Linked DNA regions of Sus scrofa: regions 1, 2 and 3 are each linked to region 4. Evidence: chromatin contacts called from public HiChIP or PLAC-seq data. All regions are on one chromosome and are shown on one strand. Each heading gives the region's core, a stretch centred on a gene start, on an enhancer-like site or on the middle of the called end of the contact. The rest is flanking DNA. Distances are from core to core; before and after follow the strand shown. Region 1 has its middle 41 kb from the start of TOMM20. Region 2 overlaps LOC110256735 (a long non-coding RNA gene). Region 3 has its middle 160 kb from the start of TOMM20. Region 4 has its middle 54 kb from the start of IRF2BP2.

Region 1 (2,700 bases), core at 88-2,587, 450 kb before region 4:
CTAGCCTGGGAACTTCTATATACCACATGTGTATCCCTAAAAAAGCAAAAAGCAAAAAAAAAAAAAAAAAAAAAAAAAGAACCACTTGTGGAGTTCCAAGGTGAAATGATTTCTTTTCTTTTTCTTTTTAGGGCCACACCTGCAGCACGTGAAAGGTCCCAGGCTAGGGGTTGAACAGGAGCTGTAGCCACCAACCTATGCCACAGCCACAGCAACATGGCGTCCAAGCCACATCTGCCACCTACATCACAGCTCACCACAACGTGGATCCTTAACCCACTGAGCGAGCCTAGGGATTGAACTCGCATCCTCATGGACACTGTGTGTTGCGTTCTTAATCTGTCGAGCCACAATGGGAACTCCAAAATACATTTCTTTTTCTTTTTTTTTTCCTTTTGGCCCTCCTGTGGCATATGGAGTTCCGGGCCAGGGATCACATCTGAGCCACAGTTTCGACCTAAGCCGCAGCTGAGACACTGTCAGATCTCTAACCCACTGTGCCGGGCCGGGGATGGAACCTGCGTCCCAACGCCCCCAAGACGCCGCCAATTCAGTTGTGCAACAGTGTAAACTCCTCCGTTGGCATTATTATGGGTTTACTTGAGGCACTATCTTCCCCAGTTTTTTGTAGACCCTTCCAGGGAGACGTATTTGGCTGCCGGGAGAGGCCGGCCGCTGTCAATCAACAGGGCGCCCTTTGCAAAGCCAGGATGCCTCCCCTCGCGGGGTCAGCTGGGGCTGTCCAGAGACTCTGCCTTGCACCTGCTCGCATGGCCACTAGATGGCACTGTTAGAACTGGAGAAAAGAGGCTGCTTCCCCTGAAACCGTTTTCCCCGTTCTAATCCTCTCCAAACTGTCATTTCCACCCATCTCCTTCCAAACAGAACAGAACGGAATCCTTTCATAGCCTGTTCCAGGGGCTATGCCCCCCACCCCGTCCATTCCTGGCTGCGTGCAAAAAGATTAGTGGCCCCCTCTGCCCTCTTTCCTGCCTTCATGCTGCCAATCCTTGCATCCTATTTTCGTATCTTTATCATTCTGTGTGTTGTGGGGGCCTCTAGGGTTCGGGGCAAATTATGGGAGGAGAAAGGGCAGTGAAAAACTTCTAAGGAAATGGGGACCTAAGAGAGAAAGCAGAAGTGCCTGCATTCCTTCTGGCCGCATGACTTGTGTTCCAGAAGAAAGAAGAAACCAGTGCTGCGTGCAAGGAGGCTGCGTGGAGAGGGGTCACTGGAGGTGGGGGCGGGGGGGGGGAAGGGAGGAATGTGCAGAGCGCAGGAAACGGGCTCCCGGGTGGCGGAATCTTGGCATCAGTTTGCGTGGCTTAAAGGCTTTCTGTTCTTGGCTTCCCAGCTGCCGCTGCGTCAAATCCCCCTGTACCGGGTCAAGGGTGGGAGGGGGCGTGGTCCTGGACGACACTCGCTTCATCCGCTGCTTTTGGCCTCTGGTTTTCAGCTCTGGCTGCCTCTTTCTCTGCTTGGGAGATGTGAATGCAGGGCAGACTAGAACATCAGGAGCTGGAGAGCTGAAAGCACAGCCGCCCGCCTCCCTTACACCCCGACCTCAGATTCCCCAGGCTGCCCACCACTGCCGCAGCTCCTTCTTCCAAAGGCAGGAGAAAAACGGCACCTCTTGGGAGGAATGCCCTGTGAGAAAAGCATTTTCCTGGGAGCTCCCATTGTGGCTCAGTGGGTTAAGAACCGGTTAGTATCCATGAGGATGCAGGTTCAATCCTTGGCCTCCATCAGTGGGTTAAAGATCTGGCATTGCTGTGAGCTGTGGTGTAGGTCACAGATGTGGCTCCAATCCTGAGTTGTTGTAGCTGTGGCATAGGCCGGCCGCCAAAGCTCTGATTCAACCCCTAGCCCAGAAACTTCCATGTGCTGCAGGTGCGGTCCGAAAAAAGAAAAAAAGAAAAAGAAAATAAAAAGGAAAGCATTTTCCCCTAACAATGGCCAGGAAATACTGTCTTAACTGATATTCTCTAGGATGAGGATGTGTGCTGCCCTCTTGGCAGAGCCATTTGAAGGTTTATTCAACCACTCAAACGCCCAGGAGACACAGTTCCCAACCTCCCAGAGGCCCACACAACACACACACACACACACACACACACACACACACACCACACACGCACGGGGTTGGCCAACCCTGACTTTGAATGGGGACTGGGCCAGCTCGCCCAGCCCGCCTGCAGGCAGGAGGTCACTCTGCTGACTCAGGCCCAGGCTGGGGCAGGTGCCTGCCTTCAACCCTTGAGTTACATCAGGCTTTTCATCTTCAAAGGGCCTTCCCCGGATTAACCCATTAGTCACCCCCAGGAAAGCCACGGAGCAGGTTATTCTCATCCTCATTAAGGCCGTGGTGGGGTGGGGGGAGGCGTGAGGCCCCGCCCCAGGCCAGGGAGAGCTTGGCGTTGGGTGCAGGGGGGCAGCGTCCCTGGGCGACGTCTCTGCTCGGTCAGGAGGCTGGAGCTCCTGACCAGGCAGCAGCAGGCAGAGCCATGGAGGGGCGAGGGGAGGAGGTTGGAGAGTCTCGGAGATGCAGGCACTTTGACACAGGCTCACCCACTGCGGCTCCACCATCTGCTCCAAGCAGTTCAGAACCCGATGATGTTGATGGGACTCCAACAACCCTACCTTCCAAGCCATCCAGGGATTCGAGAAAGGCGCCTTGGAACACTTCCTGCGTCTGCAGGA
Region 2 (2,945 bases), core at 101-2,600, 410 kb before region 4:
GTCTGCGACCTACACCACAGCTCAAGGCAATGCCGGATCCTTAACCCACTGAGCAAGGGTAGGATCGAACCTGCAACCTAGTAGTTCCTAGTCAGATTCATTAACCACTGTGCTACGACAGGAACTCCATCAGTTCACCATTCATGTTGGAATAGGGCCCACCTTCATGAGCTCACTCGACCTAAATGACCTCTTTAAAAACCGTCTTTCCAAATACCTTCATTTTCTGACCTTCTGGGGGGTCAGGACTTTGACATATCAATTTTGGGGATACGGTTCAGCTTGTCACACTTGGGAACCTTGATCTGAACTCAGCCACTCTGGACCAGATCAGAATTGAATTCCCTGGGGAAGAGGTGGGTAGGGCCACGCTTGCCTGCTCACAGAAGAATCCCACAGGCTTCTTCCTGATTCCTGCCCGAGTCTCCAAGCTATTTCCCAAATCAGCTCTCAGTCAGGGATTGGCCTCTCCATGGTTCTGAGCATCCTTCCCTGCTTAATTAATTAATTAATTAATTAATTTTTAGGACCCCTCCTGTGGCATATTGAAGTTCTCAGGCTAGGGGTCTAATTGAAGCCGCAGCTGCCGGCCTACACCACAGCAACACCAGATGTGGGCCGCATCTGTGACCTACACCACAGCTCATGGCAAAGCGGGATCCTTAACCCACTGAGTGGGGCCAGGGATTGAACCTGCATCCTCATGGATACTGGTTGGGTTCTTAACCCGCTGAGCCACAATGGGAACTCCTCCCTGCTCCTTTTAGACCCACCTTTTCCACAGATCCCCTCCTTCCCAGGAAGGGAGGATCTCTCCAATTCCTGCCAATAATCACAATCAAGTTAAGCATGAAGAGGCGTTCCCTGGTGGCTCAGTGGGTTAAGGACTGGGTGTTGTTACTGCTGTGGCATGGGTTTGATCCCTGGCCCGGGAACTTCTGCATGTTGTGGGTTAGGCCAAAAAAAGCCAAAAGAGGTAAGGAGTTTCTGATGGGATCATCAGCGTTTCTGCAAGCGGGACTCAGGTTTGCTCCCTGGCCCTGCACAGTGGGTTAATGGATCCCTTGTAGGTCACAGATGTGGCTCAGATCTGATCCCTGGCTTGGAACCTTCATATGCTGCAGGGTGGCCAAAAAATAAAAAAAAAAAATTAAACATGACTACAAAGGCTGACCTAGGAGAAAAGGGGACACAGAAGGGCACTGGACAGTGGGTGAGTAGGAACATTTGGGGCTGATGACACTTGGACATGTGACCCTCTGTAGTATTTTTAGTGCCAGCTTCCCACACACCGCGCTTTTGCTTCCTAGCCCTCGTGACGTGTAGCCACCTGGTCCCAGCAGGCGGGGTGGTGTCATGGCCACAGGCCTGGGGGCAGACGGACCTGGTTTGACTCATGTCTCCATCATTTATTAGTCGTGTGGCCTTGGCCAGGTTACCAAATCTTCTTGGGCCTCAGTTTCATCATATATGAGTGAGGAAGGAATGTTTGCCTCCTAGTGTTTCTGGGAAAGTTACTTGAAATGATGCATATAAAGGGCCTGAAACCTGCTATTATGCACTGAATTGTGTCCCCCCCAAATTCCTGTGTTGAAGCCCTAACCCCAGAACCTCTGAATGGGACTATATTTGGAGGTGAGGCCTTTATGTTGTTTATTTACTAATTTATTTTTTCAGTTTATTAAAATATAGTCGAGTGGCTTAAGGATCTGAGGTTGCCACGAGCTGTGGTGTAGGTCACAGATGAGGCTCAGATCTGGCGTAGCTGTGGCCGTGGTGTAGGCTGACAGCTGCAGCTCCCATTCGACCCCTAGCCTGGGAACCTCCATATGCTGCAGATGCGCCCTAAATAGGAAAAAAAAAAAGCAAAAAATAAAAACTCTGTGTATAGATACATAGTTGATTTGCAATGTTGTGTTAATTTCTGCTGTACAACAAAGCATCATATATATATTATATTCCATATTCTATATATTATATTATACATATATCTTAACAATATATAAGATATATTATATATATTTTTATATTCTATATTCTATACTCTATATATTATATTCTATATATATTCTATATTCATACACACACACACACACACACACACACACACACACACACATATATTCTTCTTCATATTCTCTTCCATGATAGTTTATCACAGGATATTGACTATAGTTCACTGTGCTCTACAGTAGGTCCTGGTGTTTATCCATCCTCTATATACTAGATTGCATCTGCTAACCCCCAAACTCTCAGTCCCTCCCTCCCTCACACCCCAGGGCCTTTAAAGAGGTGCTTAAAGTAAGACGAGGTCATTAGGATGGTTCCTAATACAGTGGGAGTGGTGTCCTTACTAGAGGAGGAGATCAGGACACACACACACAGAGGGTTGCGCATGTGAGGATGCAGGGGGAAGATGGCCATCAATAGGCCAAGGAGGGAGGCCCCAGAAGGAACCAGTCCTGCTGAAACCCTGACCTCAGACTCGTAGCCTCCAGAACCGGGAGAAAATAATGTCTATTGTTTAAGCCCCTGAGTCTGTGTACATTGTTATTGCAGCCCTAGCAGATGAATACACCAGGTGTATAAACCACTGTCTTCCTTTCCTTCGGCTTCAGGTCCCTACTGCCTGCAGCTGGAATGGCCTCGGGCTAGTCCTCTCTGCTCTGCCTGTGCCTCTGCAAACTGAAGATAGGATACACGCGGACAAAGGCTTGACAGAGAATGAAAGACCCCAACCAAGGGGGAGCCAAGGGCCATCTTAGAAACACATGTGGCACCTTAAACCAAAAGCACCTTAAAAAATCACCTAAAAGGATTTCCCATCATGGCGCAGCAGAAACGAATCCGACTGGAACCGTGAGGTTGTGGGTTTGATCCCTGCCCTCGATCAGTGGGTTAAGGATCCTGTGTTGCTGTGGCTGTGGTGTAGGGTGACAGCTGTA
Region 3 (2,700 bases), core at 36-2,535, 330 kb before region 4:
GGTGTGAGCCAGGATGGCCCTGGTTGGCCTCTGCAGCATGGATGAGCTAGGTAGGTGCTGGGTGGGCACCAGCCAGGCCAGGATGGCTGCAGTCCCACCTGTGGGCTGTGGGGCAGAGCTGGTGGGTCAGACTGTGAGGGCACATGGGCCATAGCCCCACCGGCCAGTGTCCCCCGCTGCCCAGACCCTGCACCAACATGCAGGGCCTGCTGAAGATTTAGTTCCCTGTTCGCAAGTTTCCTTGAGATCTGAGGAAACAAGAACTTGAACTTGGAGTTCAACACACCCTAGGGAAAGCCACCCTGCCCCTTGGGGCTGGGGGAGGGGCAGGCAGGCCACCACTTGTGGGCGGGGAAGGTTGGCACCACAGTCCTAGGGGCCCCCACGCATCGCAGATTCGCAGACGTGTTGGGTCTCCTGTGACAAATATCTGAACGGTAGTGTTTTGAGGAAGGGGAAACTTTTTCTGTATTTGAAAATGAGCTGGAGAGGGGCCTTGAGGGAGGACAGGAAAGAGTCACCTCAATGCCTTAGAATCCTGACCCTTTGTCGCCCTGTAAAGGGAGAAGAGGCACAGGCAGTGAGGGACGTGGGGCTTTGGGGAGGGGAGAGATTGTGGCCGGGGTGTGGGGGACGGTTACGGGGGAGGGGTGCACTTGAACTGGGTTTTGAAGAGCAGCTGGGTGAGCAGATTAGAGGGAGAGGAAGGTCCAGGCGGGGTTAAGACACAGATGAAGGGGTGAGGGAAGAGCTACCCAAGGAGTGTATGAGGACGTCCCCGACTTTGGGTTGGAGAATCTTAGTGGTTGGGGCCAGGTGGGGAGTCCCTGAAGGCCAGCTTGAGCCGAGGTCGCTGGGTGTTGGGTGCTGGCAGAGGGCAGCTTCGAAAGGGGGGTGCCATTCTGGGATGATCCCACTTCAACACGGGCCTGGCAGGCAGGTGACAGTGGGCATGAGAGGGAGGGCATCTGATGGAGGAGGTTCTCTGGGGGAGACCCAGCAGGAGTCTGGGGCTGGAGGCTGGTCAGACTGGGGCTGGAATTGGGGGGGCGCAGAGGGGAGCTGTTGGAGGTGGGGGGACCTTGGGTGATGACACCCAGTAGACAGCGGGTGTCAGGCCCTTGGAGGACAGCTGAGCAGTCAGGGCCATGAGTGGGGGGTGTCCAGGGGGCACCCTGCCCCAGGGCAAGACTGGCAAGGAAGGCCCCTGGGGAGGGGCAGCTGGGGAAAGCCCACCGTAGGTCACTTCACACGCACACAAAACATTTTTCAGATTTGAAGTGTGTGCACAACTCTGACCTTGTGGAAGGGGGTGGTGATTTCTCATTGTTCTGTGATGTTGGTTTCAGTTTTGTAATGAGTGTTCCTGAAAAAAAAAGAAAAAAAAAAAAAAACAACAAAAAAAACCAACAACTAGCACAATGAACACCCAAAGCCCTTTTGAAGTAGCAGAATGGAAAATAGAACTCTGAAGAAGCAGCGGCTTCCTTTACATCCCCGGGGGGGCCAAGTCTCTCTCTCAGGGTTGTGGAGGGACCTTGAACTCCGCATGTCCCCCACGTGCCCTGACATCTAGCGGGGCTGCACATCTGCGTGGAGAGGTTCCACGCAGCTCCGGTGATTTACACTTCTGTCATCACAGACTTGTCACAGGCTCTGGGACGGTGATTTTGGGGGTGCAGCCCCCTGGCCACAGCTGTGTTTCTGGGCTGATGAGTCAAGATGACTGGGCTGATGGCGGATGGGATGGTGTCTTTTTATATTTTTGGTATGAAGTCTCTTCCAAGTAAATGAAGAGGCTACTTTTGAAAACACCGCCGTGGGAGGAACGGGTGCAGGCGGGTTTGCTCTGGGTGCTGGGGTTTCTCTGCATCCAGCCATCGTTTTCATGTGCTCTCTGGTTCCCCTCAGCAGCCTTCTCCTCCACCCCCCCAACACACGATAATTGTGAGAACAATGAAAATCATCAGCCGTGGACACCCCACACCCTCCCCTGAGTTCTTCCGAAGTACCCCAGAAATCAATAAGTTAGGATAGAGAAAATGACATTTGGCTCTGTCTGGGCTGTCCTGTCTGTGTGCTACTGCTGCTGGGGTGTTGAATGGAAATTCTGAAGTCCTCCCTAACCCCGTCAACTTAGACTGTGCTTCCTGCTTTCCTGTTAGTGCCTACTCTCACCCTGACCGTTCTGACACTGTGACTTACAGATCAACTTTTTTTTTTTTTTTAAACCACAGTTTTAAAAAGCCACACACACACACATACTCACGGGGGGGAAAAACATACAAAACAAAAAACCCTGTTTAAGAGCTGACTAAGGAGTTCCTGTTGTGGCTCAGTGGTAATGAACCCAACTACTATCCATGAAGACTTGGGTTTGATCCCTGGCCTCGCTCAGTGGGTTAAGGATCTGGCTTTGCTGTGAACTGTGGTATAGGTTGCAGATGAGGTTCAGATCCAGAGTTGCCATGGCTGTGGTGTAGGAGGGCAGCTGCAGCTCCCATTCAACCCTTAGCCTGGGAGCCTCTGTATGCTGTGAGCGTGGCCCTAAAAAGACAAAAAAGGAAAGAAAGAAGAAAGAAAAAGAAAGAAAGAAAGAGAGAGAGAGAGAAGGAAAGAAAGAAGGAAGGAAAAAAGAAAGAAAAAAGGAAGAAAGAAAGAAAGAAAGAAAGAAGGAAGAAAGAAAGAAAAAAGAAAGAA
Region 4 (2,700 bases), core at 109-2,608:
AGATGCTTTTCCGGTTGATGAGCTTAACTGTGGGAAGGCAGGCTCAGTACCCAGGCTTGTGGGGAAAGGGATTATGGTGTCTGAGAGCCCCGACCCCTCCCCTGCTCAGAGCATTCAACAATCTCTAGGCTCAATAACTTTTTTTTCTTCTCTCAGAGATGGAAAGTGCTGTAGTATTCCCCTTTGATGCTTTAAAAGTGTTGTGTGCCTTTTCCTCTCTCGTCTTTATATCCGGCCCTCTCCTTTCTCTGCGCTGCTTTTACACCCGTTTCCATAGTAACCACCTCTATTGTATCCCTGAGTGTGAAGAGAAATCTTGCAGATGTTATTTGGGATCCAACACCTTTCCAGGAGCTATTTTGACTCGCTGTCTCCTTATCTCCCGGCACTAATTTTCTTGCTTTTCTTCTCCTTCCAGCTGCCCCTTCCTACAGGCCCTTGAGGCTGGCTCCCCCTCCCCCGCCGTGTGAGTTTGGGGACGGTGGGGGGGGGGGGGAGCCGCGGGGGTGGAGTGGGGGGTGGAGCTGGAGAGGAGGCAGAAATCTTTAGGTCTCATTAGAAACCCGAATTCTTCCTGTGGCTTCTTTGGCACAACATGCTAAATGCAAAAGCTCTTGGGGGTGACATCCTGGACATGGAGGAAGGGGCGTTAGGGTCGCCATTCGCTGTTGGACAAGCATCTCACCTGAAGGTCTGCCAAAAACAGAGACCTCCTTGGCCCTCTTTGCTGAACCCCACCCAGGCCCCACCCACCTCCACCTCGGCCTCAGGACCATCTCTGTGCATTTGAATGTCTTCCTTCTGTGCATTTGCCCCGGAGAGACCAGCCATTGGTGTGGAGGGCAGGGCAGAGGTGCAAAATACAACACATGCCCACACATACCTATCAGGGCGTCGAAGACCCCCGCAACAAATGAATCCCCCACTTCCCTCCCATCGGGAAGGGCAAGAGGAACAGGGCTTCAAAGGTGACCTCCTGAAATGGTTTGAAAATTCTTTGCCCACCATTCCTCCTTGGTACTGGACATTATTCTTTTGATTACACAAGCCTGACAGCCCGATCATAATAAACACGTAACTGAAGGGAACCTATTCCTTTCCAGCGGCATTATTTATTCACCTAAAGCAAAGGCTGAGTTATATTTAGCATATGATGTCAGCGGGTTGTTTGGATTCTTGGAAACTGGCAGGAAGCCACCTCTCACATGATATATGAAATCACTGATAAATGCTTCTTTTCACCAAAAGAAAAACAGCTTAATAGATGCGGCCCTTTTCTGCTCCCCCCTCCTCCCCCCGTCTCCTCCACCATCCTTCCTCCTACCGCCTGCCCTTTCCTCGTCTGGGATTTGTCTTTCTGTGGCACAGCTCAGCGGAGCCTGTGAAGTGGAAATGAGTTGCTCAGTATCACAGATCAAAATGAGGCTGTTGGGATTCTCAGGATGGTTTTTTTCCTCTCCTAGATCCTGGAAGGCTGCCAAAGCGCCAGTGAATCAGACATCCACGCACAAAAAGGCAAATCTATACAGCCGTGGCTTTATGGGGCCCAGTATTTATGGCAGAGCACTAGCTCTGGGTTGCTGTTTTGCAGGCGAAGATGGGAAATAGATAGTGATTCAGGATTGCCATTAAGTGTGAAAACAGCCCCTGTACAGATTGTGTGTAATAAACCAAGTGCAGGGAGAAGCTGTAAGAAGCTCTGGATTTGCCACACTGGATCAGCCTTGGGGCCCATCAAGTTCAAGCTCCTGATTTGTGTGCTGGTTAATACCTGGTGCTTAGAACAAATCTTTCTTCTTTCCTGCTACCTTCCCCGTCATGCACTGGGTCTATCATATGAAGCTATTGGAGGGTCGGGTGGGGTTGTGCCTGTGGAATTAAGTTAATTCCTGCCCTCCTGCAGAGATCAGTTTATATGGCCTGAAGCACAAGATTTAATTACCCTTATCTTGGCTCCTATAAAAGCCAGCATCACTCTTGATCATGGATTCACCCAGCCCCTTCCACATTCAGCTGTAACATTTAACTTGGGGACCCCGGGCTGAAGCCAGGTGGGTTGTCTTCCCAGCTGTGAGAGCCTGGGAAGCAGCAGCTCTGATGGTGGTTTATTTACATGTCCTTGTCCTTCGTTCCCTCCAGTGGCCCCCTGTTCTGACGCTGGAAGTTACTGCAAAGACAAGAAAAGGGCTCCTTTCAGCCCATCAGCATCTCAGATACCTTCATTAAGCTCCTCCCTCTATCACACGCTCTGTCAAGCAATCCTGCCTCGTTGATATCCACCATGGATGGAGGGACTTGGAAGGTTTCAAATACCCCACCGTGACACTGGTGCCAATGGCCTTTCTCCTACACCGGCACCTGGGCCAAGCCCCTCGCTACGCTCATCTCCATCTCAGGTGGGAGAGAAAAACAAGATGGAAAGAGGAGGAAGCAGAGTTCCCTTGTTGCTCAGAGGGTTAAGGATCCAGTGTTTTCACTGCTGTGGCTCAGATTACAGCTGTGGCACAGGTTTAATCCCTGGCCCAGAAACTTCTGCATGTCACAGGTGTGGCAAAGAAAGAAAGAAAGAAGGAAAGGGGGAGAGAGAAAGAGAAAGAGGGATGGAGGGAGAGCAAGCAAAAATCCATGCTCTTTGTGTAGCCGCCTAAATGTCTTACTAGGGAGAAGATGAGATGGATGGGGAGATGAATAGATAGATAA

What was found. HiChIP or PLAC-seq counts read pairs in DNA pulled down with a chosen protein or histone mark.
Region 1: an H3K27ac HiChIP or PLAC-seq map of alveolar macrophages shows a contact between it and region 4. The contact joins two enhancer-like sites. A contact is called at or near these places in 2 of 2 datasets of contacts at active chromatin or transcription factors (alveolar macrophages and skeletal muscle).
Region 2: an H3K27ac HiChIP or PLAC-seq map of alveolar macrophages shows a contact between it and region 4. The contact joins two enhancer-like sites. A contact is called at or near these places in 2 of 2 datasets of contacts at active chromatin or transcription factors (alveolar macrophages and skeletal muscle).
Region 3: an H3K27ac HiChIP or PLAC-seq map of alveolar macrophages shows a contact between it and region 4. The contact joins two enhancer-like sites.

Annotation. Positions count from the first base shown.
Region 1 is chr14:56,153,039-56,155,738 of Sscrofa11.1, forward strand. No RefSeq gene overlaps it. Among named protein-coding and RNA genes, the nearest start is that of TOMM20, 41 kb to the left of the region's middle. Within about 2 kb of position 1,338, at least 57 of the 83 cell types and tissues checked have an H3K27ac peak or open chromatin away from gene starts, as enhancers often do. A contact at or near this core is called in alveolar macrophages, where this site is marked.
Region 2 is chr14:56,189,966-56,192,910 of Sscrofa11.1, forward strand. It overlaps LOC110256735 (a long non-coding RNA gene), which reads left to right. Exons shown (of 4, transcript XR_002338651.1): 4 at 2,619-2,876. Among named protein-coding and RNA genes, the nearest start is that of TOMM20, 78 kb to the left of the region's middle. Within about 2 kb of position 1,351, at least 4 of the 83 cell types and tissues checked have an H3K27ac peak or open chromatin away from gene starts, as enhancers often do. A contact at or near this core is called in alveolar macrophages, where this site is marked.
Region 3 is chr14:56,273,391-56,276,090 of Sscrofa11.1, forward strand. No RefSeq gene overlaps it. Among named protein-coding and RNA genes, the nearest start is that of TOMM20, 160 kb to the left of the region's middle. Within about 2 kb of position 1,286, at least 29 of the 83 cell types and tissues checked have an H3K27ac peak or open chromatin away from gene starts, as enhancers often do. A contact at or near this core is called in alveolar macrophages, where this site is marked.
Region 4 is chr14:56,598,878-56,601,577 of Sscrofa11.1, forward strand. No RefSeq gene overlaps it. Among named protein-coding and RNA genes, the nearest start is that of IRF2BP2, 54 kb to the left of the region's middle. Within about 2 kb of position 1,359, at least 36 of the 83 cell types and tissues checked have an H3K27ac peak or open chromatin away from gene starts, as enhancers often do. A contact at or near this core is called in alveolar macrophages, where this site is marked.